Regions from separate parts of the Mus musculus genome. Here regions 1, 2, 3, 5 and 6 are each linked to region 4. Evidence: chromatin contacts called from public HiChIP or PLAC-seq and promoter capture Hi-C data. All regions are on one chromosome and are shown on one strand. The core of a region is the stretch at or near the end of the contact, and the rest is flanking DNA. Distances in the headings are between cores, read along the strand shown. Region 1 holds the start of Oip5os1 (Opa interacting protein 5, opposite strand 1). Region 2 overlaps Rtf1 (RTF1, Paf1/RNA polymerase II complex component). Region 3 holds the start of Pla2g4e (phospholipase A2, group IVE). Region 4 holds the start of Mapkbp1 (mitogen-activated protein kinase binding protein 1). Region 5 holds the start of Vps39 (VPS39 HOPS complex subunit). Region 6 holds the start of Pla2g4f (phospholipase A2, group IVF).

Region 1 (3,772 bases), core at 600-3,099, 380 kb before region 4:
AAGCTTGAAGTACGTGCTAGAGATGGCCCAGCAGTTAGAGTCCTTCTTGCTCATGTAGGGACCCACCCAGGCATGAGTCTTAGCCCTGCCATGGTGACTCACAATGATCCCTGACTCCAGATCCTTGGGATCTGATACCTCCTCAGGCACTAAGCAAGTGTGTGGTACATGTACATGCATAATCACAGGCAAAATAATTTACATAAATTTAATCTAAAAATATATCAAATCAAAATACATGAAAAAAATGGATATGGGTGTATTAAACAGATATAGCTCTGATAAGTGCTTGTCTAATATGCATGCAGTCTGAGTTTTCACTACATGTGAGCACACACACATACACCTCAGGCAGGAGAATTCCTCACCTATACCCCATATAAATAGGAAAGACATAGCACCATGGTTTGATGGTAACAGCCCTGCAGTGTCACCTGAACCCCTGCTTAAGTGAGTTGAGGAGGGACAAGACTGTTTCTGCTGGTTCTTTGGGCAGCCCTTCGGCTTAGCCCAGGCCTCATTGCTTGATATCGCTCCTTTGGATTACTGTTGTCTGTGCATCTGTCTGTCCCTACTCAGTCCTGCACCTCACCATATTCCTCCGTTGACACTCACCTGGACCCCTCAGCTAGCTTCAATACTCTGTGTCTTTCTAAATGAGTTCATCAATATCTAACTGTGGTGACTTTTCCCATTTATATCAGCTCTGTCTGGATGTAGTAAAACCTCACTGAACACAGAGGTTTGTGTAATCCTTTGCAGGCCTTCTGTAGTCTAAGTATATACAGATATACAGTGTGCCTATTCATACACAGAGACATACGGTGCAGTGATGTGTGATCTGATAGTAGCTAACACTCAAAGAACCTGTCTTTGGATGGAGGACATTGTTGCTCACTTGAGATTCAGGACATAACCAGTGTGGTAATTCTGTTACATTGCAATTTGAGGCCAGCCTGGGATACACAAGGTCTCTGTCACCAGCCCAGCTATAAAGGGAAATCAAGGCTGATGGCCAGTTGCAGCCAATAAATCAATGTAGCTTGTGAATTTATTATTATTCAATAGGTTCTAACATTCTAATAATAATAACGAATAATGTAATTATTATTATTATTATTATTTTATTAGCCAATAGATTCAATAGACAACTGTGTTTTGTCTTTGTATGGCATAGCATCCTTATCACAGAGGGAAGCATAGAAATTTGGATTTAATAAATGGCCTAGTGATAACCCCGTCATTTAGGAAGCACTGCTTATCCAGAAGAACGTGTGTCATCACCTGGAAGAGTCACACTATTGCCTTCACTACCTCTCCTGGAAATACCGCTAAAGGATCTCTAAATCCTACAACTGGAACAAACAACAAATGCAGTTTAACATTTTCTCAGGCAGCGGGCAGGCCCTTTTAAGGTGAGGAAAACTACGCTACTGTATTGACCTTTAAACAGCAGGCAACATTCTCTCAAGTGGGTCAAAGTCAGAAGAACTGACACCATGAAATTGTTCCTCTGGGTGTAGTGTTAGTCCGGGTATAAAAATCCTTTAGCCAAGAGAGGAATTACTAGTAACAGTATATTTTTACAGTAACGATAATTTAAAATAGTCATTTGGCCTTGTAGTGCTATCTTACTAAAAAGTGAGACTGCCTCCGTGCGGAATGTTTTTCCTCAAGTGAATTACAACAACCCTTTTCCTCCTTAACTTCAACTGGAGCACTAAGCTCCAACAACAAAAAATAGAACCAGAGAGAGGGATTGATTGAAGTACTTCCCAGCCAATCCGCGATGGAAAAAGAGCGCGCGAGCAAGGTGCTGTCCAATCATCACTCGGAGGCGGGGCGGAGCCTTTCGCGCCTCCGCCCCTGGGTTGGCGGACAGGGGAAGGAGCGAAGATGGCGGAGTGAGGCGTGCCCCGGGCAGCTGGCCTGCGGGCCCGGGGCAGGCCTCCCGTGAGAAGCGGAGTACTTGTGCTGGACCGTGTGAGGTGAGCTGAGAAGTCCGTCTGTCTATCGGGAGACGAGCAGCCGGTGGGGCGGCACAACTCGGGACGGGGTAGCGGCGAGCCTAATGAGGGAGCCGGCGAGGCCTGGGCCTGACAGGGCTTTGCATTCGCAGCCGCGTCCGGTCGGCTCCGCCGCCTCCGGGTATGTGGCCGCGTCCTTCCCTTACCAGCGCTCCACGCCCTTCCTTGCGCCCTTCGCTTTGGCCGCTGCGTGCTTTGCCCTGGTTCTCTGAGTTGCACGTACGCCGGCCGTATCGGGAAGCCGCTGTGTGCACCTCCCTTTTATTTTTCTAAGACTATCTCTGTATTGTTTGACCCTTTACCGAAGGCGTCACCGGTTGAGGTTGACAGGCCTGTTGCAGCTCTGGGCATTTTGTGTCCCTGGCGCGTTGACCTTGAGATTTGCTGTAAGAGGCTCCCTCTGGTATTTTCATTTGAGTATGTGTATTACAGATAGACTCTTGCAGCCTTTACCTCATACTCGCCCCTGCCAAACTTTTATGACCGTAGTAAGCAGCTTTGTCCTTGGACGTCCTGATAATGCCCTTATGGCGCATTAGTTTCGGCAAACGGGTCTCAGTGGAATTCACCTATGTTGATTTCTTACCCAGGATCAAGGGAAACGGCTTACGATGCTTTTCTTTTCGTTTTTTTAGAACTATAGTTCTGGAAGTACTGCTGGAATCTCATTTGTGTAGTTGGTGTACACTGGTGACAGTGTAGTACTAACAAGATATTTATATTTGATTCTTATTTAATTTTATCTCTTTGTAATTGGGAGCCCCCTTACTTTTATTGGTATTCAGCTAAATTCTCGGAAAGTCTTTGCTTCTGAATTCTGGATCGGGGAGACATTTGCTGCGTGTGTTGGTGCTCAGGGCCAGAAATTTACATCTATCAAAACCTTGTTTCAGAAATAAACTGGCATATTAGTGAGAGCCAGTTCAAATGGAAAAATCATAATGTGAGTGAATGTTTGTGATAGATTATATGGTTTTTGTTAGCCCTAGACTTAGCAGAGCTGAAGCAGGAAGCACTTGCTTAGGGGGTGAAAAAAAAACCAAAAAACAAAACCCCTCCCCTTTAGCACAAGTAGTTTTTCTTTTTAATATGATCCACAAGTAGAAAAAAATAGGTATGAGCCAGAGGAAGGGAATATAACATCCTTCCTCATCTTAAAAAAGAGAAAGTCGTTTGCTTTCCACTAAAAGACAGCTCTACATTACGGGAGGTTTTCTGCGGAGTTACAGTTTCTCGCCCCTCCAGAGAGACTACAGTATCATATACAGTATCATAAACTCAGAGTTGCATAAAGCTTCAGAACTTCTCCAAAAATGTTATTGTTTAAACACTAATTCCACTAGAGGTGTACAGAAAGTGACATTATGATTATTCCTTTAGAATACTTATGAGAGTGAATTTTTTTAGAATAGATTGGTTGGAATATCTTTGTATACTTAATACCTGTAGTATCAGTAAAGGATATGTAGATCCTTGCTTTGGTTTGAATGAAGATGCCCCCATAGGCTCGTATGTTTGAATACTTGGGCCACAGTAGGTGGAACTTTTTGGAAAGAATTAGGAGGTCTAGGCTTGTTAAAGGTGTGTTTCACTGGCGTCAGGCTTTGAGGGTTCAAAGACTCAGAGCCAGCCCTGCTAGGTCTCCCTCTGCCTCCTGCTTGCTGTTAGAGATGTGAGTGTAAAAAAATGTTTTCTTTTTTTTAAGAATTACCTTGGACATAGTGTTTTATCACAGTGATAAAAAA
Region 2 (3,654 bases), core at 1,021-3,520, 260 kb before region 4:
ATGGAGAGGATCTTATGGGAGATGAGGAAGATAGGGCCCGACTGGAGCAGATGACGGAGAAGGAGAGGGAGCAGGAGCTCTTCAACCGCATAGAGAAGAGAGAGGTGTTGAAAAGAAGGTAAGCTGTCTGTACACTTAGTTTCTCACAGTTTAAGATTTTCTCCAGCTTCACAGTGGTATAAGGCTTTACCCATATAATTATTTTTTTCATTTATTACAGTTTTTGATAAATTACACGAGATGCCAAACACTTCATTTCACAGGATGTCTTGTCCCACCGGCCACCAAGTAAATGCACAGACACTTTGTATTAATTATGAGAGCTTGGCCTGAGCTTGGCAGACCCTCAGCTAGCTCATCTAAGTAAACCCGACCCTCGAGCTCTGTCACACCCTGTGGCTTGTTAGTTACCTTTTCCTCAGTCCCTGTACCTGTTCCTCCTTCCTCTGTGTCTGGCTGGCAAATCTCCCGCCTCTCTCTCTCTTTCCCAGAGTTCCTATCTCTGCCTGGAAGTTTGGCCTATCCTCTCCTGCTTTGCTATAGGCCGTTCAGCTCTTTATTAAACCAATCAGAAGGTGATGGAGAACATGTTTACAAAACACCGAGACAGGTGATGCTTCATAAAAAGATAATCTTTCCGCAGTGCACAAGAAATTATCCCAACAATGCTTTGTGAAAATGGTTTTACCAAACTACAACAATTAAGATTTGAGCATGTGAGGCTAGAGAGATGGTTTAACGGCTAAGAGCACTGACTGCTCTTCTAGAAGTCCTGAGTTTAGTTCCCAGCAACCACATGGTGGCTCACAACCATCTGTAATGGGATCCAATGCCTTCTTCTGGTGTGTCTGAAGATAGCAACAGTGTACTCACATACATTCAATAAATAAATACATCTTTTTTTTAAAAAATGAGCCCGGTGTGGTGGCACACGCTTTTAATCCCAGCACTCGGGAGGCAGAGGCAGGCGGATTTCTGAGTTCGAGGCCAGCCTGGTCTACAAAGTGAGTTCCAGGACAGCCAGGGCTATACAGAGAAACCCTGTCTCGAAAAACCAAAAAAATTAAATAAATAAATAAATAAATAAATAAATAAATAAATAAATAAATAAATGAGCATGCTTGAGTCAGGCTAGGCTCTATGATATTTGGTAGGTTGGGTCAGTGTTTTGGCTCCCATTGCGTTGATATGCAGTTCTTTAATAAGCTGAAGGAAGTCTGTTCATAGGAATGGACATTTGGAAATGTGATTGTTAGTGTAATGTAAACTAAATAGCTTAGGGTCATATTTATGCCTTCTGTACTAATGTGCATTATTCAGTAGTCGGCTTTTTGTTGGTTTGTGGTTCTCGTGATAGATCCCAGGGCCTCAAAATTTCCACTACAGAGTGGTGCCTTCCTTTTTGATTTTTAAGACAAGTTTTCCTGTGTAGTAGCATATGCCATTAGTTCCAGCACTTGGGACCAAAGGCAGGTGGATCTCTGAGTTTCGAGGTTAGCCTGGTCTATATAGTGAGTTCCAGGACAGCCAGAGCTACTTACTAAAAAACAAACAAATATACAAAAGGTAAATAAAATGTAATTAATTTTTACTTATTTACTTTTGTTTTTTCAAGACAGGGTTTCTTTGTGTAGCTCTGGCTGTCCTGGAACTTAATTTGTACACCAGGTTGGCCTCTGCCTCCCGAGTACTGGGATTAAAGGCATGTACCACCGTCACCTAGTGTAATTAATTTAAGTAAAAAATAAAGTAAGTATACTATTTCACTTCATCCAGACAAAAATTATTGAGAAAGTCATAATCTTGTCTTGACTTTTATATTGTGTGTGTGTGCTTGTTTTGTGTACGATATATGTAGGTACTCATGACTATGTGTGCACACAAAAGTTATAATAGAGTGTCTGTCAGGTGTCAGGTGTCTTTGTATTCTACCTGTTCATCTGAGGCAGGATCTTGGCTAAGCTAGAGACCAGCAAGCCCCAGTGATAGTCCTATTTCCACCCCACTCCCTATGGAGCTGAGATTACAGGAATATGTAGACTGCCTGGCTTGTTCTGTGGATGCTGGGATATGAACTCTGTACTTCATGGTTGTGTACCATCTTAATGGCTGAGCCATCTGTCCAGCCCTTGAATTTAGAATGTCATTTTACTAATTAAGGAAAGTAATGTGGGCCAACTTTGGTAGCTCACGCCTCTGTTCCCAGCACTCAGGAAGCCAGACTGAAACTGTCTTCAATAAAACAAAAGGTTGAAATGTTGGTCTGGGATGTGGCTCGGTGTACATTGTTTACATGGTTTACCAAGTCATCAGCACTGCTGTAAACACTCAAGTGTTTAATCAGAATCTGTTTAAGGCTCCCGAGGGGTTGCCACATTTATTTTAAATGACAAAAGTTCTTTCTCTTCTCCCAAAAAGGTCAAAGTAAACTTGTCTTTTGTCTTGGGTAACAGAGCTCCCAGAACTAGCTTCCTGTCCTTTCTACCTGTTATATTAGAAGAAAATTGAAGCATGTTAGCTGTTAATTCTGTTGCCTCAGGAGCCTGTTTGTCCCTTCTGAAGACCATATTAAGTTATGATAAGTTATCCTAGACAAGAATGTTTGGCTTTCAGTCAGCAGAAAGTGGTAGGTATTCATTTTGAGTGTGAATGCCTACAAGGTAACTTGTATTGCAAGAAACAGGACTTGGAATACTGCCTTGGAGTTGTGGGTGAGGAAAGGTGACTTCTAAAGTTTGGGTTTCTGAACTGTGGAGACCATAAGAAAGGCCAGGATCGGGCTGGAAAGATGGCTCAGCGGTTAAGAGCACTGACTGCTCTTCCAGAGGTTCAATTTCCAGCAATCACATGGTGGCTCATAACCATCTGTAATGGGATCTGATGCCCTCTTCTGGTATCTGGTGTGTCTGAAGAGAGCAATAATATATTGATACATATAAAATAAATCTTTTAAAAAAAAAAAAGGCCAGAATCACAAATTTTTAGAGTAGTTTGTCCTAATTTTTTTTTTTTCCCAGACAGGGTTTCTCTGTGTAGCCCTGGCCATCCTGGAGCTCACTCTGTAGACCAGGCTGGCCTCGAACTCAGAAATCCGCCTGCCTCTGCCTCCCAAGTGCTGGGATTAAAGGCGTGGGACACCACCGCCCGGCTGTCCTAAATTTTATATTTGAGTTTTTTTCCATTTTATTGTTTTATTTTTGAGACAAGGCTTACCATCTAACTTGAATGGTCTGGAACAATGTAGACCAGGCTGACTTCAAACTCCTAGAGATGCTCTTGCCTCTTTCCTCAGTTTTATGACTAAAAGTGAGTTTTATCTTTTTATGGTAATGGACGAACTGGGGATCAAACTGAAGCAGATTTTCTCAAGCTTGGAAAGTATGCCATCACTGAGCCTCTATTTTTCCCCTTTAAGAAGCAGGTGGTATTTAGTGACATTTTTAGCAGCTAAAAGAATGTGGAAGGTGGTGACAAAGCTCCTGAGCTCCATGATATTCTGTAGCTCTGGAGCAGTACATGATAGCCACTCAAAAAACTCTCTTCACCTTTTCTTGCTGTTTTGGAAAGTTTTGGGTTTGGGGGTTTCTTTTTTGTTTGTTTGTTTGATTTTGGTTTTTTGCTGTTTTTGTTTTTAGTTTTTCAAGATAGGGTTTC
Region 3 (3,830 bases), core at 525-3,024, 270 kb after region 4:
GAGAGGGAGCTGACGCACTTTGGCTTTTGTACAGTACGACATTTATCAGATAGGACTTATTTAAGATGTTGCTCCCTTCTCAGTAGCATGTTGCCACATGAACAGCACTGCTGTGTGGATTGCGTGTGGACTGCATATTTGAGCACTTGGTACGGTATGTCCCAGGCACTATGCTGGGTCCTTCACTAGCATGGCCTTCTTTCTTCTCAGTATCTCACGAATAGAAATAGATACCCATCTGTCTTAGTCCCTGTTCTATTGTTGTGAAGAGACACCATGACCATACCAACTCTTAGAAGAGAAAGAATTTAATTGGAGGCTGGTTTGCAATTTTAGAGGCTTAGTCTATTTTTAGCATGGTGGGAGCTTGGTGGCAGATTTGGCAGGCATGGTGATGGAGACTTAGTTGGGAGTTATATCCTGATCCGTAGGTGGGGGTGGGGCAGGGGGCTGAGGTGGGTTGGGAAGGGAGGACTACTGGGCCTGGCAGGGGCTTTGAAACCTCAAAGCCCACCCCCAATGACACATTTCCTCCAACAAAGCAACAGTACTAGTCCTACTTCTACCAAAGCGGTCCACTCCCAGGTGACTAAATATTCAAATGTATGAGCCAATGGGGGCCATTCATATTCAAAACCACCTGTGTGATCTTGAATAGATTCCTTAACAAGGCTGAAGGCTCTGGCGTAACTCCAGCTCCAGGGGATCTGACTCCCTCTTCTGCCCTTGTAGATAACTGTACACATGTGACATACACAAACATAGTCACACACATACATATACAAAGCTTTTTTAAAATCTTTAAAAAAAATAGATGTCTAATATCTCCAAGCTTTATCATCTCACTAAGTGCATACATGAATCCTTGCCTAACAGAGTATTGGATACATAGCAGGATACACTCGTTCAAGGGTTACGACTTCTGTTAGCTGGTTTTCTGAACACAAAGAGGTAAAGACAGGTAGGTTGATGGGGTTGGAGAGGGATCACCTCCAGAAAAAGAAAAAAATTAACAAAATCTGAGCTTTAAACTGCAAGAACACATGTGATCTTATTCAGAGTCAGGAGAGGGGCGGGATCAAGTTTAAGGGGACAGGAGCCTTTCCCCTCAGAAAAAAGACATACCTGAGAACTGCAAGAAGCCATGGAAAGTAAAGGTGAGGAGGGCACAGCAGTCTGTGGGTCCTGTGCATCTTCAAATCCACTGCAGTTTCTTCCTAGCTTGCTGTCTTCTTCCCCTTGTGGGTTCTTTGGGACAAGCATGCTGGTCCCCAGGCCATGGTGGCCTTCTGAGGCGTGGGTCATCCCAGCCACGTCTGCTTCATCGGAGTGTGGAATAGACTGCATAGAGCTGGAGCCGATTTTATCCTCAGGGAAGTTCAGGAGAGGTTTGGGAGAAAGGAAAGGTGTCAGCAGGTTCCTCCAGGAGAAATGTCAGATAAATTTTTAAGGAGGGAGGGAGGGAAAGAGGTCACAGCTTCGCTAAGGGAGCGCCGGAAACATTTCGAGCAACCTGGTTGGCAAGAGTAAAAGAAAGGTTCCGTGGTGTGCAGAGGGTCAGCACGCAACAAGGACTGCGCCGCCGCCGCCGCCCCGCACTACGTAGTGCTAGACGAGGAGAGACCGGCTTTGCAGAGCTGCGATTCAGGCTCGGGGCTGTCTCCAGCTCTGCACTGCAAGAGCTATTTTTAAGCGTGAAACTCAATATATCCCAGAGAAGGGGGGCGGGGGCTGGCGATATGCCTGAGGCTAGCAGGATCTAAAGGAGACTCGCATTCTCATCCCGTAAAGCCATTGCTCAATTGTTGCTCCTCATCCCGCATCTCTGTTTTGAGCTATGAAAACAAATACCCACCTCTAGGCTCTCAGCTGATGGTGGAGACTGGTCATTAACCTTGCCTCTCATTTCGTCTGGCTTGATAAATGATATGATGAAGTTGAAAGAGAATGCACCATGGTATTATGTTTAAAATCACAAAAACAAAAGCAAGCCAGGTCCTCTAGAAGAGCAGCATGCGCTCCTGACCGCAGAAGCTGAGCTGCCTCTCCAGCGCCATCTTGCAGTGCGCTAACACAACACGCTTGCTTAGTTTTTTCTCTTTTTCCTTTCCCCCAAATTTTTTATATATTATACATCCCAATCACAGTCCCATTCCCTCCTCACCTCCCAGTCCCGCCCTTACAAAACCCTTCTCCCATTATCCTCTCCCCTTCTCCTCAGAGGCGGGAGAAGACACACCCCCTTCTTGGGTACCAACTACTCTGGATCATCTAGTCCCAGCAGGACTAAGCACCTCCTCTCCCGCTGAGACCCAACCAAGAAGTCCAGGTATGGGAAGGGACTCTAATGGCAGACAACAGAGTCAGAGACAGCACCCCCTCCAATTGTTAGGGGACCCACATGAAGACCAAGCTGCACATTTGCTACAGGGCATGCTCTTTGGATAATGGTTCATTCAGTCTTTGAGCTCCCATAGGTCCGGTTAGTTGATTCTGTGGGTCTTCTTGTGGTGTTCTTACCCCTCTGGCTTGATCAATTCTATCCCCCACTTTTCTTTTCTTTTTTCTTTTTTAATATTTATTATATTTATTAAAGTACACTGTAGCCGTCTTCAGACACACCAGAAGAGGGCATCAGATCTCTTTTACAGATGGTTGTGAGCCACCATGTGGTTGCTGGGAATTGAACTCAGGACCTCTGGAAGAGCAATCAGTGCTCTTAACTGCTGAGCCATCTCTCCAGCCTCTATCTCCCACTTTTCCACAGGACTCCCCAAACTCTGCCTGATGTTTGGCTGTGGGTCTCTATTTCCCTTTACTGCTGGATGAAGCCTCTCAGGAGACAGTTATGCTAGGCTCCTGTCTGCAAGCAGAGCAGAGCATCATTAACAGTGTCAGGGGTTGGCTCTCTCACATGGCATGGGTTTCAAGTTGGGCAGCCATTGGTTGGCCGTTCTCAGTCTCTGCGCCATCTTCATCTCTGTGCATTTTATAGGAAGGACAAATTTTGGGGTGAAGGTTTTGTGGGTGGGTTGATGTCCCCCTCCCTCCACTGGAAGTCCCACCTGGCTACTGGAAGAGCTGGTAGGTAGAGATCTCAGCTAAGGCTACCCCCATAGACTCCCTGTAGCCTCCTCCCAACCCAGGTCTCCAGCTTGTCCCAGAGATGCTCCCCCCACTGATTTCCATTCTCACTCCCAGCCCCCTCCCTCCCCTTCCCACACCTGATCATCACCATCCCTGTTCCTTTCTTCACCTCCTCTCCCACCCAGTCCCGCACTCCATCCACCTCTGATGACTATTTTGTTTCCCTCTGAGTGAGATTCTCACATCCTCCCCTGAGTCCTCCTTATTACCCAGTTTCTTTGGGTCTGTGGATTGTAGCATAGTTATCTTGCTCTTTATGGTTACTGTCCACTTATAATTAAGAACACACCACACGCCTCTTTCTGGGTCTCAGAACCTCACTCAGGGTGATATTCTCAAGTTCGATCCAGTTGCACAGCAGGCACCTTACTTTCTGAGCCATCTCCCCAGCCTCAGAAGTAAAGATTTCTTTTGGTTAATATTTCGGGGGCTTCATGAAGACAAAGGGGAGCTTATGTACCTCTATGCTGAGTTCTCTGTCCTGGGGAACCTTCTGTTCCTCAATACCCTGCCCCCCCCAATTCCCGCACTCAAGTAAGACCTAGAATGATGGTGGGAGCATGGGCCCAGGCAGCTGAGCAGTTAGAGTCTGGCCATGGGTCTGATCTGGTGTCAGTGCGTGCATGTGTGTGTGCGTGCGTGCGTGCGTGCGTGTGTGCGTGCGTGTGATGATGCAGGTGTGT
Region 4 (3,608 bases), core at 712-3,211:
GTACACAAATTAAAACACCAGGTGGTGGCATTTGTTAGCAATGTACAGCAGCTTTGTGAGTAGGTCAAATCGCAGATGATTAATGGTGCCGAGTTAATATAGTTAGAGGTGATCATTCTTGTCTTCGGGTCTAGGCGGTAAAATTGGAAGTACCATTTTAGTTTCCTAAAATCTATAATGTGTGGCTTTAGGCGTCCAGTTGCTGTTGACATTTGTATCCAATACGTAGCTATATAGTACACAGGTACCTTCCTGTTTGAACACAGATTGTGCAAGTACCACTAAACTTTTTTGTTTGTTTTTTGTTTTTTCGAGACAGGGTTTCTCTGTATATCCCTGGCTGTCCTGGAACTCACTTTGTAGACCAGGCTGGCCTCGAACTCAGAAATCCGCCTGCCTCTGCCTCCCAAGAGCTGGGATTAAAGGCATGTCCCACCACCGCCCGGCCACTAAACCATTTTTTAAGGATCCTTCCCTCTAACTACCATTTTCCTCAGCAGTTCCTACGGTCTGGAATGGGGGACATGTCAGTGTACTGTTCTAGTTGGGTACAGGCCTTTTGGCTTAAGCTAGCCTTTTCAGAAGGCAGTTTTATTTTATTTAAAGAAATTATGTGTTTGGGTGTTTTGCTTGGTGCCTATGATGGAGGCCAAAAGAGGGAGACAAATCCCTGGGAACTGTTGTGATATGCCATAAGGGTGCTGGTAAATTAAACCTGAGTCTTATGAAAAGAAGCCAGCGCTCTTAATCACCAATCCATCTGTCCAGCGCTCCCCAACCCCCAAGGTAATTTCTTGAAGTAGTAGCTAGATGAAAAATTCTAGCCAACTTACAAATCTATGAAGCATGAGTATGTGGTATTTCCCCTATCTCCATGAGCTAGAACAAAACAAAACAAACAAAACCTGATAGCAGCAAACTTTGACATCGGTGTCAGCCCTAGGGGTGTTTGCAATTTTTGAAAAGACAGAAAAGATCTGGAGTAGCAAAAATACTGTTAATGCTGTTAACAGTATTTCTTGTTAAATGCTATAAGGACGTTGGCAGCTAAGGAAATGATGGATTATATCATGGGTGCCTTTTCAGTTCACAACCTACCCTAAGGCTCTATTTTGAGGCTTGAGTCTTCCATCACTGATAGATTAAGTTCAAAAGTGTGTAAATTGAGTTACTCTGCGTGAGTCATTGTGTTAGGCTGGCCGGAATCAGAAACGATTCCAACTGCGTTAAATCCCAGCACTTGGAATGGAAAGGAGTTCTTTTGGCAGCATCCCAAACCCCCCCCCTCCTTTTTTTTTTTTTTTTTTTTTTTTTTTATGAGTTAGGAATTAAATTTCAGCCGTAATCTCCTAGGCCCACCAAATATCAATCTTAGGCCTGGAGGCGTGGTTATCAAAGTTCTCTAAGAGGACCATGCCTGATAATACCGTAAAAGGCCAGGTTCTCTCAATTCTAAAGCAATATTACATTGACCTTCCTTTAGGAGCGGTACCCACAATTATACTGTGCAGAATCCGAGACCTCTGCGTTCTTGGTTCATTCCTTGGTTCCGCCCCCATAGGCATCAGTCGTCCAATCGGGAACCAATCTGCCACAGACCGCACCCCCTTTACTAGGCCCCGCCCTCCCAGCGCAGCTCGGCCCAGGCTCTAGTTCGCGTTTTGAGCCGCTGGTGCCACCATAGCTACTGCTGCGGCTGCGGCAGCAGAGCTGAAGCCGTCGATCGCGATGCCGGAGGGCGCTGTGAGCTGGGCCCCAGCGAACGGGGGCGCTGACGAGTAGTAGGGTTTCTGAAGTAGGCAGTGGGTGTGGGGGGCTAAAACGGAGCTCCCAAGACTCGGGTGCGGGAGGGAGCTTCTCGCATCGGCTCGGGCCAGCGTGAGCCCGGCGGCCAGCTCGGTGCTTCGGCCCCTTGCCCAGTGGCTTCGGAGGCCTCCTCCCTTGGACACCTCAGTTACCATGGGAACACTTGGGCTGTAACCGGCGCCCGACTGGTCACTAGTTCATCCGATTCTTCAGTTAAACGCCTCTGGCAGGTGTGGGCCTGACATTTCTTCACTCCAGGGGTCGTCCTCCCCTTGTAAAAAAAAATCTAGCAGGCTAGGGTGGGGATGGGGAGTGGGAAAGCGCAGGGCAATGCCCAGAGTAAGAGTTGGTGACAAGCAGAAGACACCTACTGTGATGATAAGGTTGCTTCTGCCATCTCAGGCCAGTGAAAGTGCATATCCGAAGGCTGTGTTGAACGAGAAGGCAGTACCGCTGTTGAGACAAGTCCAAAGGCTAGGCCAGGGACTGTCCTTAGGGGCTCCTCGTTATGATGGCTGGAGAAGGGTCAACCATTACTAGCCGTATCAAGAACTTGCTGAGGTCTCCATCCATCAAATTACGCAGAAGTAAAGCAGGAAACCGGAGAGAGGACCTCAGCTCCAAGGTGAGTCCTGTTGGGAGCCACCTCTTACCTACTCTGTCCTCTCCTGCACTTCGTTCCTTTTTTTTACCTTTCTCTTTCTTGAGGGGCAGGAAGGGGGTGGAAGAATGAAATTTCTCTGTTGGCTTTAAAAGATCATATACGCTTATCTTTGACGACCTGATTTGAAGTTGGAAGAACAGCAGGCGTGGGTGGGCATGCTGAGACGCAGCCATGGCTTGAAGAAGGGCATAGGAAGGCAAACTGGGTTTAACAGGGCCTCAGTTTAAACTAAGTGTGTGCTTGGGAAACAAGTTGACATTTTATGACTCAGTTTCTCTTCTTAGAAGAGTACAGTGAGATCACATATTCTGTAAAGGACCTAGCTGTGACTAATGTATTAGTGTAACAGTTGGGGTTATAATGCCAGACTGTACAACAGAAAGAATATACTAATACACTTCATCTAAGAGAGCAAAACAATTTTTTGACAAGCTTAGTGATGCATGCCTGTAATCCCAGCACTAGGGAGTCAGAGGCAAGTTCAGCCTGGTCTATATAACAATTTCCAGGGGGAGCCAGGGCTACATAGTGATACCCTGTCATGTTCAAAGATGTAGAAGATTGGGCTGGCAAGATTGGACTGGTAGAGACCTTTGCCAACAAGCCTGATCTGATTTTGATTCCTCGGACCCACATGGTGGAAGGAGTAAACCAACTCCTGGAAGTAGTTCTCTGATCTCCACATGTGCATGCACATATGCAGGGGAAGAAATAAATGTAAAATGGTTTATCTCTTTAAGATACTTAAGTTGCTGGGCTAGAGCGATGGCTCAGTGGTTAAGAGCATTGGCTGCTCTACCAGAGGTCCTGAGTTCAATTCCCAGCAACCACATGGTGGCTCACAACCATTTATAATGAGGTCTGATGCCCTCCCTCTTCTGGCATGCAGGTGTACATGCAGATAGAGCAATCATATCCATAATATAATATAAATAAAGATACTTAAGTTGCTTTAACTGGAACGTCTTGGTTTCTCGTGATAACATGAAGGAGCCACGTGTGTGTGCCAGAAAGGCAGCTCTCCTGGTCTGTCCTTGTGGCACTGCTCATTCTGAGCATTGTATGCCAGCATCCTTCTTCTGGGCAGACGTTCATCCATCTTCCATTCTTATACATGTCTGGGATTTGGTCCTTATAC
Region 5 (3,635 bases), core at 985-3,484, 380 kb after region 4:
AGTCCCCAGAATTCCAAAGGTCACACAATTGCAGAACCAAAGGCAAAATCACACCCCATGCATAAGGCAAATCATAGTCAGCTGCAGTGGACAGTCTGAAGCGGCCCCATACTACAAACCTGGGATTAAATCAGAAATATATTCTCATAATATTTCTGCGCTTTTTAACATTTTTTAAAAGACATCAAAACCCCAAAAATTGTCTTGTTAGGGTCATGCTATTAGACATCCCAATGCCAAAAAGGCAGCTGGATTCTATAACTGGAGCTCAAGGAAACCTTCAATGTCCTCATTTCTGTTGCCCACAAGAGAGACAGATTATGCCAGTCTTTCAGCTTAAATTTTGTCTGGGTCTTCATGTTCTGATTGCTAGATGAACTTTCCAGACCAACATACACAAAAGGTACAATGACTAGAAGTAGCAATAATTGCTAGTGCTAAAGCAGCAATAGTTATTATCTAAAGCCTGAAAGTGAACAACCTTCCTGTACTCCAGCAGCGACCTTAGTAGCCGAGGGGACCGGGCATTTCTCCTGTTTGGTGTGGGGTCAAAGCAGGACAAAAGCCACTTATCATTCCCAAGCTGGTCTTGAGGAGCTGAGCTAAGTGGCCTCTTTACTCTGACAATGTGGAGTCAATGAGTCTCTCTCAGAGGAGCAGTCAATGACTGTGACACGCTAAGGCAAGTGTGTGGCAGGCAGTTGCACTCATCTTGCTTGGATGTTCTGCCTTAGACTGAACTGAATACCTGCCCTACGTGTTGAAATAGGTAGCACACACTTCTGGTATCATCTATCTGGTGTCATAACCTGTCCTCATGCTTTTGACCCCCAAAGTGTTCTGGGTACACAGATACTATTTCTCATTCATCCTTGTATTCCTGTCCATAGTAGAGAGAACGGTACAGGTGGGTATCCAGAACATATTTAATGAAACAAAAGAGAAATGAACCCCTCCATGTATTATTCTCTATTGAGAGCACTTTCCTCCAGGAAATGAGGTTTTCTTGAGATGGCTGTAGGAAATTGGGTTCTATTCTCTCCCTAATTCAAAGGACTACATCAGTTTACATTGGAGGTACTATTTTACAGAGGCTAGGGGCTGCTCAAAGAAGAGCACAGGGAAAAAAAAAAAAAAAAGATGTGAATCCCTCTAAGGAGGCCACAAAGAACCTGCAAGGATGCCTGGGAAGCGCTAGCAACAGATGCTCGGCACACTGGTCACCATCAACATTTCCTTGTGGTCCATCGTGGTGCCTTCCTTAGGGTAAACTCTACGTACAGATTCTGAACTTTACCTTTGTATGGGCCCTTGATGTTTCTTGATATTTAGGGCATGGACATTAACAGAAAAGACTGAATTATTTTTACGTAGCCTGTTATGGGTAATAACGATGCATAGAAAAGCACTCGATGTAGCCTGAGAGCCAAGATTTACGTTCTTGAACTCCAGAAAACATGAAGGATGCTGACCTTGCTTTCTGCATTGGTCAATCCCAAGAAAAAGTATACAAGGTCGCATGGGTCAGGTTTCACAGCAATCTGTTATGATGCTCTTCCACTTCAGTCAGGTAACTTGGGCACCTCACGACATAAGGTAGTTATATGAGCTAACTACTAAAAGGAAAAATAAACTAAGTGAACACTAAATGCTCTGAAGCATACGGTGCTAACATTGTCTGTCACCTAGAACACACCGCAATCATTTAACAAGGTGAAGCACCTGGCAGGCTTTGCCCTTTTCACTCAAGACTTCTTGGGAACCGAAATGGGCCCCAACAGAGCACATTAATAATGTGAGCTCAGCCTCCAACTGCATAGCGCACAAGAGAGAGCGCGGAGCGTCCACAAATGGACTGTCCTTAGCAATCACGCAAGCCGCCCGGGGTCCAGTCACGTCCGCCCTCTCTGACAGCCTGCGTCCGCAGCCCACCCACAGGGTCAGACGCCTTGCCTCTCTATAGCTCGGCGTGAGGGGCCGCTGCCTCCCTGACCCGAGGCCCCGCGGCTCACCCCAGGCAGCCAGGCAGTCGATCTGCAGGGGAAGCTTTTCCAGGATCGGCACCGGCTCGAAAGCGTCATGCATGGCTGCGGGAGCTTCACCGCCACTGTCCCGCCCCTGCTGCTGGGAGGAGCCTGCCGTCCGAAAACAGGGAAGACTCGTATTCCACCAGGGACCCCTGCTACAGGGCCTTCAGCAACAACTCCATCCTCGCCGCCGGACTTCCTGTTGCCTTAAGCCCGCCCCTTCCGCAGCAGAAGCTCCGCCCCCAACCCGAGTTCACATCCATACCAGCTGCTCAGAGTCCCTTGGTGTTTGTGGTGGTAGAAGAGAAACTGATCTTTTTTTTTTTTTTTTTAAAGATTTATTTATTTGTTTTATTTATATGAGTACACTATAGCTGTCTTTAGACACACCAGAAGAGGGCATCAGACCCCATTACAGATGGTTGTGAGCCACCATGTGGTTGCTGGGAATTGAACTCAGGACCTTTGGAAGTGCAGTCAGTGCTCTTAACCACTGAACCATCTCGCCAGCCCGAGAAACTGATTTTAGGCAGTCAACTTAGTGAAGACCTCGCGATAAAGAGGAATTTAGCTCACTGGGCTGCGTGTCAGGAGAGATGGCAGCCTGACATCCCAGGACGCAGGAGGTTCAGAGTTATCTTCAGTACGTATCAAGTTTGAAGCCAGCCTAGGATACATGAGGCCCTGTCTCAAAAACCAGCCCTCCCAACCACGGAGGAAAAAGGAACTTCTGCCTTGGCGTCAGTCTTGGGTTGGAGATATACCACTTAGGAAATTTGGCTTTTCTTTTTCTTTGGAAATAGATTGTTGCAGGCCTTACTTTCATACTCTGCAAAACCTTCTTCAAAATAAGATTGCTTAGAATCGTGAACATCTGTCAAGTCTGACACACTCTAGCCAGTCAATAGATTGCTTCAGTACCATCATTACATTTCAGCTAATTCTTAGTTGTACCTTAGGTTTACATTGTTAAAGCTGTAGACCAGTGATTCTCTCCTAGTGCCTAGTCAAGCAAGTTTTGAAAAATTCAGGCTCAGACCTCATTCCAACTTTACTCAAACTTTGGAGAGTAGTATGAACTCAAGTAAGTTCATACACTTGAACAGGAAAGCCATTATAGGCTAATGTTCCTTAGCCCGGGCATAATCCCCTAGGGATTGCATACGGGACTGTTATGTGTGCACTGGAGGATGTTGGGAAGCAACCTCAGAATCTACCTGCAAGAGATGTTAGAGAAGCCCGCCCAAAGGTCAGATACATTAATGAAGATGCAATCTGGTAAGCACTTCTGGCGAGCCACTGTTACTGACCAATGTTTCAGGTCAGAGGTCAGATAGATGTCTTCCTCAGCTGTTTTCCACATTATGAGAAATGGCCTGTGTTTTTGTTTGCTCGTTTCTGAGACATATCCACCCCTTTTACAACTAGCCAGCCTAGCTCACTGGCAAGCCAGTAAGCTCCAGGGACCCACCTGTCTCTAGTCTCAGTGTTAAGGGCACTAGCTTTGTCACATGGATGACACGGATCCAAACGAACCCGGATCCTCATGCTGTGTGGCAAACACTTTACAGAGTCATTGTCCTGGCCTCCAGGCCACTGCACCTGGAG
Region 6 (3,940 bases), core at 539-3,038, 340 kb after region 4:
CTTGTCTGACTGGGGCTAACAGAAGCCGTGGGCAGCCACAGTCGAACATAGCAGTCGGCTTTGGACACTGCAGGTAAGCGGGGGAGGAGACTTGGCATCAAACTCTGATTGTTGAAAAGGTTTCCTGGAGGCTGGACTCAGAAAGGAAGGAGCAAGGGGAGAGGAGGCTGTCTGCCTGTGGTGTTCCAGGCTCTACCTTAGCCAGGTAACCTCCCACTCAACTGACAGAAATCCCCACAGCAGCCACAGTTCAAAGGATCATGTGGTAGCACAAACCATTGAGTAACTCCTTGAAATGGCCTGATTCAGGCAATAGAACTCTGTACCATGTGTGGGTACTGCCAAAGCTCCTGGAAAGCAGGCATTGATGTGTGGCAACGGGGCCTAACACACCCTCAGAAAGCCTCCTAGAGTCAGGAGGAGGCTGAAGTCTGCCCAACTCACCCCTCCAGTGTGCCTGCATGCCTCTATACCCCACACCACACCAAGGTACCCTCCCTCCAATGATTAACACCACCCTACCACCCTACTCCAAGAGAGCACACACACACACACACACACACACACACACACACACACACACACACACACACAGACACAGAGAGAGAGAGAGAGAGAGAGAGAGAGAGAGAGAGAGAGAGAGAGAGAGAGCAAAGCAAGGATTACTCACACTTATCTGTGTGCTGGATGTTTCTGGCCCTCAGCACCTTCACTTGAAGGTCGTAGTATGGGTGGGTTTCCTGCTGAAACAACAGAACCCTAGGAACTCAGTTCCAGGAAGCTAGGGTTGGCCTGATCTCCTCTCTCAAGTGTTTTCTGGCTTGAGTTTCTACTCTGTCTTACCATAGAACTTGCCTGGCCCAGGTCACTAATGCTCCTATGCCAGGAGCTCTGGGAAGCTTTTGCAAGGCGCAGGGTGCTGGGTGGTCAGGATTGGTGAGGGGCCTGGAATCTGGGGACCAGCTCAACTCTTAGTGTTCCCATGAGCAGCTAAGCTAGGTACGCTTTATAATGGTCAGCCTGCAGCTGCCCTCTAGACGTGACCTGGGCACTAGGATAATGTATTTAAGAAGGTCAAACACTAAAAGAGAAAGCCAGAACCCACTGCACCCACCAGCTTCCATGCAGGGGCTGAAAGACCAACCAGAGGCAGGAATGGGCAAGGGGAGGGGAAGCCAAGTCTCCTAGCTTGTTCTGGTCTGATAAGTCACTAGATTGAAGACTGAGCTCAAAACAAAACAAAACAAAAATGATGATGCCAGATTGCAGCCTTCTGGGTGTTAATCTACCCCCTGAAAACCCAACAAACCCTTCTCCCTTCTCTCCACAATGGTTATACAGCTAGACTAGTGCATTCCTGGCAAACCAACCACAGGCAATGGTCTCAGGCCGCCATCATTTCTTTTTGGAGGCCTTGGCCTGTCTCTCTAGTTTGAGCTTTTCCAGGTTGTCTGTGGTATGTTCCACCCTAAATCAAACCCCAGTGCAATGGCTGGCTTAGTCCCCACGGGGTGCCAGCCATCTCCCAGGACTCCAGCCAGCTTTTCCCAAGTGAGATCAGTACATTACCCGCCTATGCTTCCATTGTGGTTCGCTCTTTTCTGTCTTCCGTAGCAGTATGGCTCCAAGAAGGGGAAGTCCCTTGCCTGCCAGCCACTTTGGCTGGAGAGTCCAGGGCATGGCCAGCAGTAGCAGCTCAGGTCCCAGTAGGGAGCTTGCCTGTTTCCCAGAGCCACCCTTTCTCTGGCTATATTCACTGTCGCTCAGGTCTGACAAGTAGCACAGGAGTGGGAAGGGTGGAGCCACTGCTAGGCTGAGGCACCGGGGCTGGAGGAGGGGTTTGAAGTGCTCCAGGAGGGGTTTGAAGTGCTCCAGGAAATGAGTGGAGCCTGCTTTCCCTAGGCAATAGGCAAGTTGCTCCCTTTCCAAGAGACTCTTGGGGTCCTGCTTAGCTCTCTGGTCTCCAACTCAGGCCCTGCTTAGCTGAACTAGTTGTGAAAAACAGACACCACTCCCATCCCTTGCCATGTATGGGTAGGGCAAGAGCCCAGATATTCTTGTTTCCAACTAGTCTGCCATTAGCAGAAGTCAGGAGGTACTATAATCAGGGCTAACCTCATCTAGCTGCCAGAAAGCCCCACACCATCTCTCCTTCAAGTCCCACTTTCTCCACAGCTCTTAAGCAGAAACAGAAATCTCTGGCTCGGGTTTTTATGGGGAATCACTGACATTTATTGTCTCTTTTGGCCTCCCTCAGTTATTTCCTTAACACAAAGGTCATGGTATGTCTGTACCAAAGCCACCCACACCCTGAAAAGATTCATTTCATGACTCCTTTCCTGGGTTGGTAGAAGTGCCTGGTGCTTCAGGCATAGAGGCGGGGGCATGGCCAGGTATTGTAAATAAGGACAGAAGAGAGGCAGGCCTCTCTATCCTTAAACTGCCAGAGATAAAGGCTTTAAAGTGTCCATGACCATTTTGAGGCTCCGGCTGCAACCGCATGTCATGTCCTTTCCTGTGGACCACAGTCATCTAGGTGGCGAGGCAGGGACAGTGGCTAGCAAAAGTTCCTAGGAGACTCTTTTCATCTCTTTAACCATAACCCTTTCATATAGCTAAGGGTAGTGGTACACAGAACCCCAGGACAGGCAGGAGGCTCACTTGAACTCAGCATCGTGAGACCAGTTTAAGGTACCAGATAAGACCCCCATCTCGACCAGGTAATCTCTACTGCCTTCCCTCCCTCACACATCCACAGCTGGAGGCTGCAATGACATCCACAAAGGTGAATTAACTCCCAAACGAACAGGCCATGCTCAGACCAGAAATTCCAGAACCAGAGGTGACGTAACTGTGGTGACCTGCTTCACCTCAGATAGATTGTAAAAGAGATCTGACTCAGAGATGGCTAAGCCCAGCCCCCTTGCTGAACATGGATAGTTCAGCACCTGGATCCCAGGCTGAAGCTGGGGCTTTGGGTAAGGAGGGGCAGAGTTCTAGCTGGCTGAGTGCTTTTGGGCTTAAACCATATTCTCTGCTCGGAAGCCATCTCCCCATGCCTCAACAGACATGCCTCAACTCAAGTTCTGGATGCTTTTCACTGGCAGAAGATCTTCAGGACAGCCACAGACAGACAGCTAGGGTATCACAGAGGGACCAAACTGGCATTTTAGAACCAGGAAAAGTGAGCCAACTTTACTTTTCAAACAGAGTCCCTCCCTCTTACCAATTCCACATCTTCACAGGAGTCTTCTGGCCATAGTGAGCTTCAGGAGGCACAAAGCAATGGTGTATTAGATTCTGGGATTCCCAGAGCGATGATGGAAATATTCTGTGCTTGTGAGATCAGCCACACATCCACAGCCACAGATGCTGTGCTGGCCACAGATGGAGGCTTTTGTGAGAGGAGTGTTACTCTTTTTTAACTTTCTGATTCTTTGTGAATTTCACATGTACTCCAATCCCATTCAACTCCCCAACTCTTCACATCCACCCTCTGCCCCCGCAACCTCCCCCTCAAAGGAAAACAAACAAACAAACAAACAAACAAACAAAATACTGTTGTGGAAGTAGTAGTGCATCAGTGTGTCCCACAGTACACCCCTTTGTCCACACGTCTTTACTTGGAAATGTTCATTACAACGAGTCACTGGTCTGGATCTGCTACACTATCAATACTGGATTCTCAGTGGGACGCATCTTGGATATTCTCTTGTTGCCCTGGGTCATGCAGCTTTGGATCTGCAGGACTGGCCCTTTTATGTGCTCCAGCAGTTAACAGATGGGGTAGATGTTGGGCTGGGCCAACTCAAAGCCCTGGATCTGAGCCTGGGTGGTAGCCGAGTTGGTCAGCCCACCAGCTCTCCTGCACCCACACCACCAGTGTGAGTTCTCTAGCACTGCTCTGGCTAGCTGCAGCAGGCAAGGAGCTGGGCCAGCC

What was found. Promoter capture Hi-C pulls out the DNA fragments that hold promoters and counts their contacts. HiChIP or PLAC-seq counts read pairs in DNA pulled down with a chosen protein or histone mark.
Region 1: a promoter capture Hi-C map of pre-B cells shows a contact between it and region 4, with 4 times the contacts expected there. The contact joins the promoter of Oip5os1 here to the promoter of Mapkbp1 in region 4. A contact is called at or near these places in 3 of 39 promoter capture datasets (hippocampal neurons, liver and pre-B cells).
Region 2: a contact with region 4 is called in an H3K27ac HiChIP or PLAC-seq map of embryonic stem cells, with 5 read pairs. The contact joins the enhancer-like site here to the promoter of Mapkbp1 in region 4. A contact is called at or near these places in 12 of 39 promoter capture datasets (the 3T3-L1 cell line, 3T3-L1-derived adipocytes, the HPC-7 cell line and 7 more), 3 of 115 datasets of contacts at active chromatin or transcription factors (bone marrow-derived macrophages and embryonic stem cells) and 2 of 9 other capture datasets (adipose tissue and liver).
Region 3: a promoter capture Hi-C map of second pharyngeal arch cranial neural crest shows a contact between it and region 4. The contact joins the promoter of Pla2g4e here to the promoter of Mapkbp1 in region 4. A contact is called at or near these places in 8 of 39 promoter capture datasets (the C10 cell line, the HPC-7 cell line, cranial neural crest and 5 more).
Region 5: a promoter capture Hi-C map of liver shows a contact between it and region 4, with 3 times the contacts expected there. The contact joins the promoter of Vps39 here to the promoter of Mapkbp1 in region 4. A contact is called at or near these places in 6 of 39 promoter capture datasets (the 3T3-L1 cell line, hippocampal neurons, liver and 1 more), 1 of 115 datasets of contacts at active chromatin or transcription factors (memory CD8 T cells) and 1 of 9 other capture datasets (pancreatic islet).
Region 6: a contact with region 4 is called in an H3K4me3 HiChIP or PLAC-seq map of bone marrow-derived macrophages, with 3 times the contacts expected there. The contact joins the promoter of Pla2g4f here to the promoter of Mapkbp1 in region 4. A contact is called at or near these places in 2 of 39 promoter capture datasets (frontonasal cranial neural crest and hippocampal neurons), 2 of 484 Hi-C or Micro-C datasets (myeloid progenitors and nephron progenitors) and 2 of 115 datasets of contacts at active chromatin or transcription factors (both in bone marrow-derived macrophages).

What each region holds. Positions count from the first base shown.
Region 1 is chr2:119,592,447-119,596,218 of GRCm38.p6, forward strand. It overlaps Oip5os1 (Opa interacting protein 5, opposite strand 1), which reads left to right and starts at 1,850. Exons shown (of 3, transcript NR_027832.1): 1 at 1,850-1,988.
Region 2 is chr2:119,705,526-119,709,179 of GRCm38.p6, forward strand. It overlaps Rtf1 (RTF1, Paf1/RNA polymerase II complex component), which reads left to right. Exons shown (of 18, transcript NM_030112.2): 4 at 1-118. Among named protein-coding and RNA genes, the nearest start is that of Rtf1, 32 kb to the left of the region's middle. Within about 2 kb of position 2,271, at least 5 of the 459 cell types and tissues checked have an H3K27ac peak or open chromatin away from gene starts, as enhancers often do. A contact at or near this core is called in embryonic stem cells, where this site is marked.
Region 3 is chr2:120,243,561-120,247,390 of GRCm38.p6, forward strand. Pla2g4e (phospholipase A2, group IVE) reads right to left here and starts at 1,775. Exons shown (of 20, transcript NM_177845.4): 1 at 1,126-1,775. The coding sequence starts at 1,347.
Region 4 is chr2:119,970,738-119,974,345 of GRCm38.p6, forward strand. Mapkbp1 (mitogen-activated protein kinase binding protein 1) reads left to right here and starts at 1,962. Exons shown (of 30, transcript NM_011941.3): 1 at 1,962-2,431. The coding sequence starts at 2,315.
Region 5 is chr2:120,350,903-120,354,537 of GRCm38.p6, forward strand. Vps39 (VPS39 HOPS complex subunit) reads right to left here and starts at 2,235. Exons shown (of 25, transcript NM_178851.4): 1 at 2,013-2,235. The coding sequence starts at 2,085.
Region 6 is chr2:120,312,377-120,316,316 of GRCm38.p6, forward strand. It overlaps Pla2g4f (phospholipase A2, group IVF), which reads right to left and starts at 1,789. Exons shown (of 20, transcript NM_001363073.1): 1 at 1,570-1,789; 2 at 671-743; 3 at 1-67. The coding sequence starts at 1,680.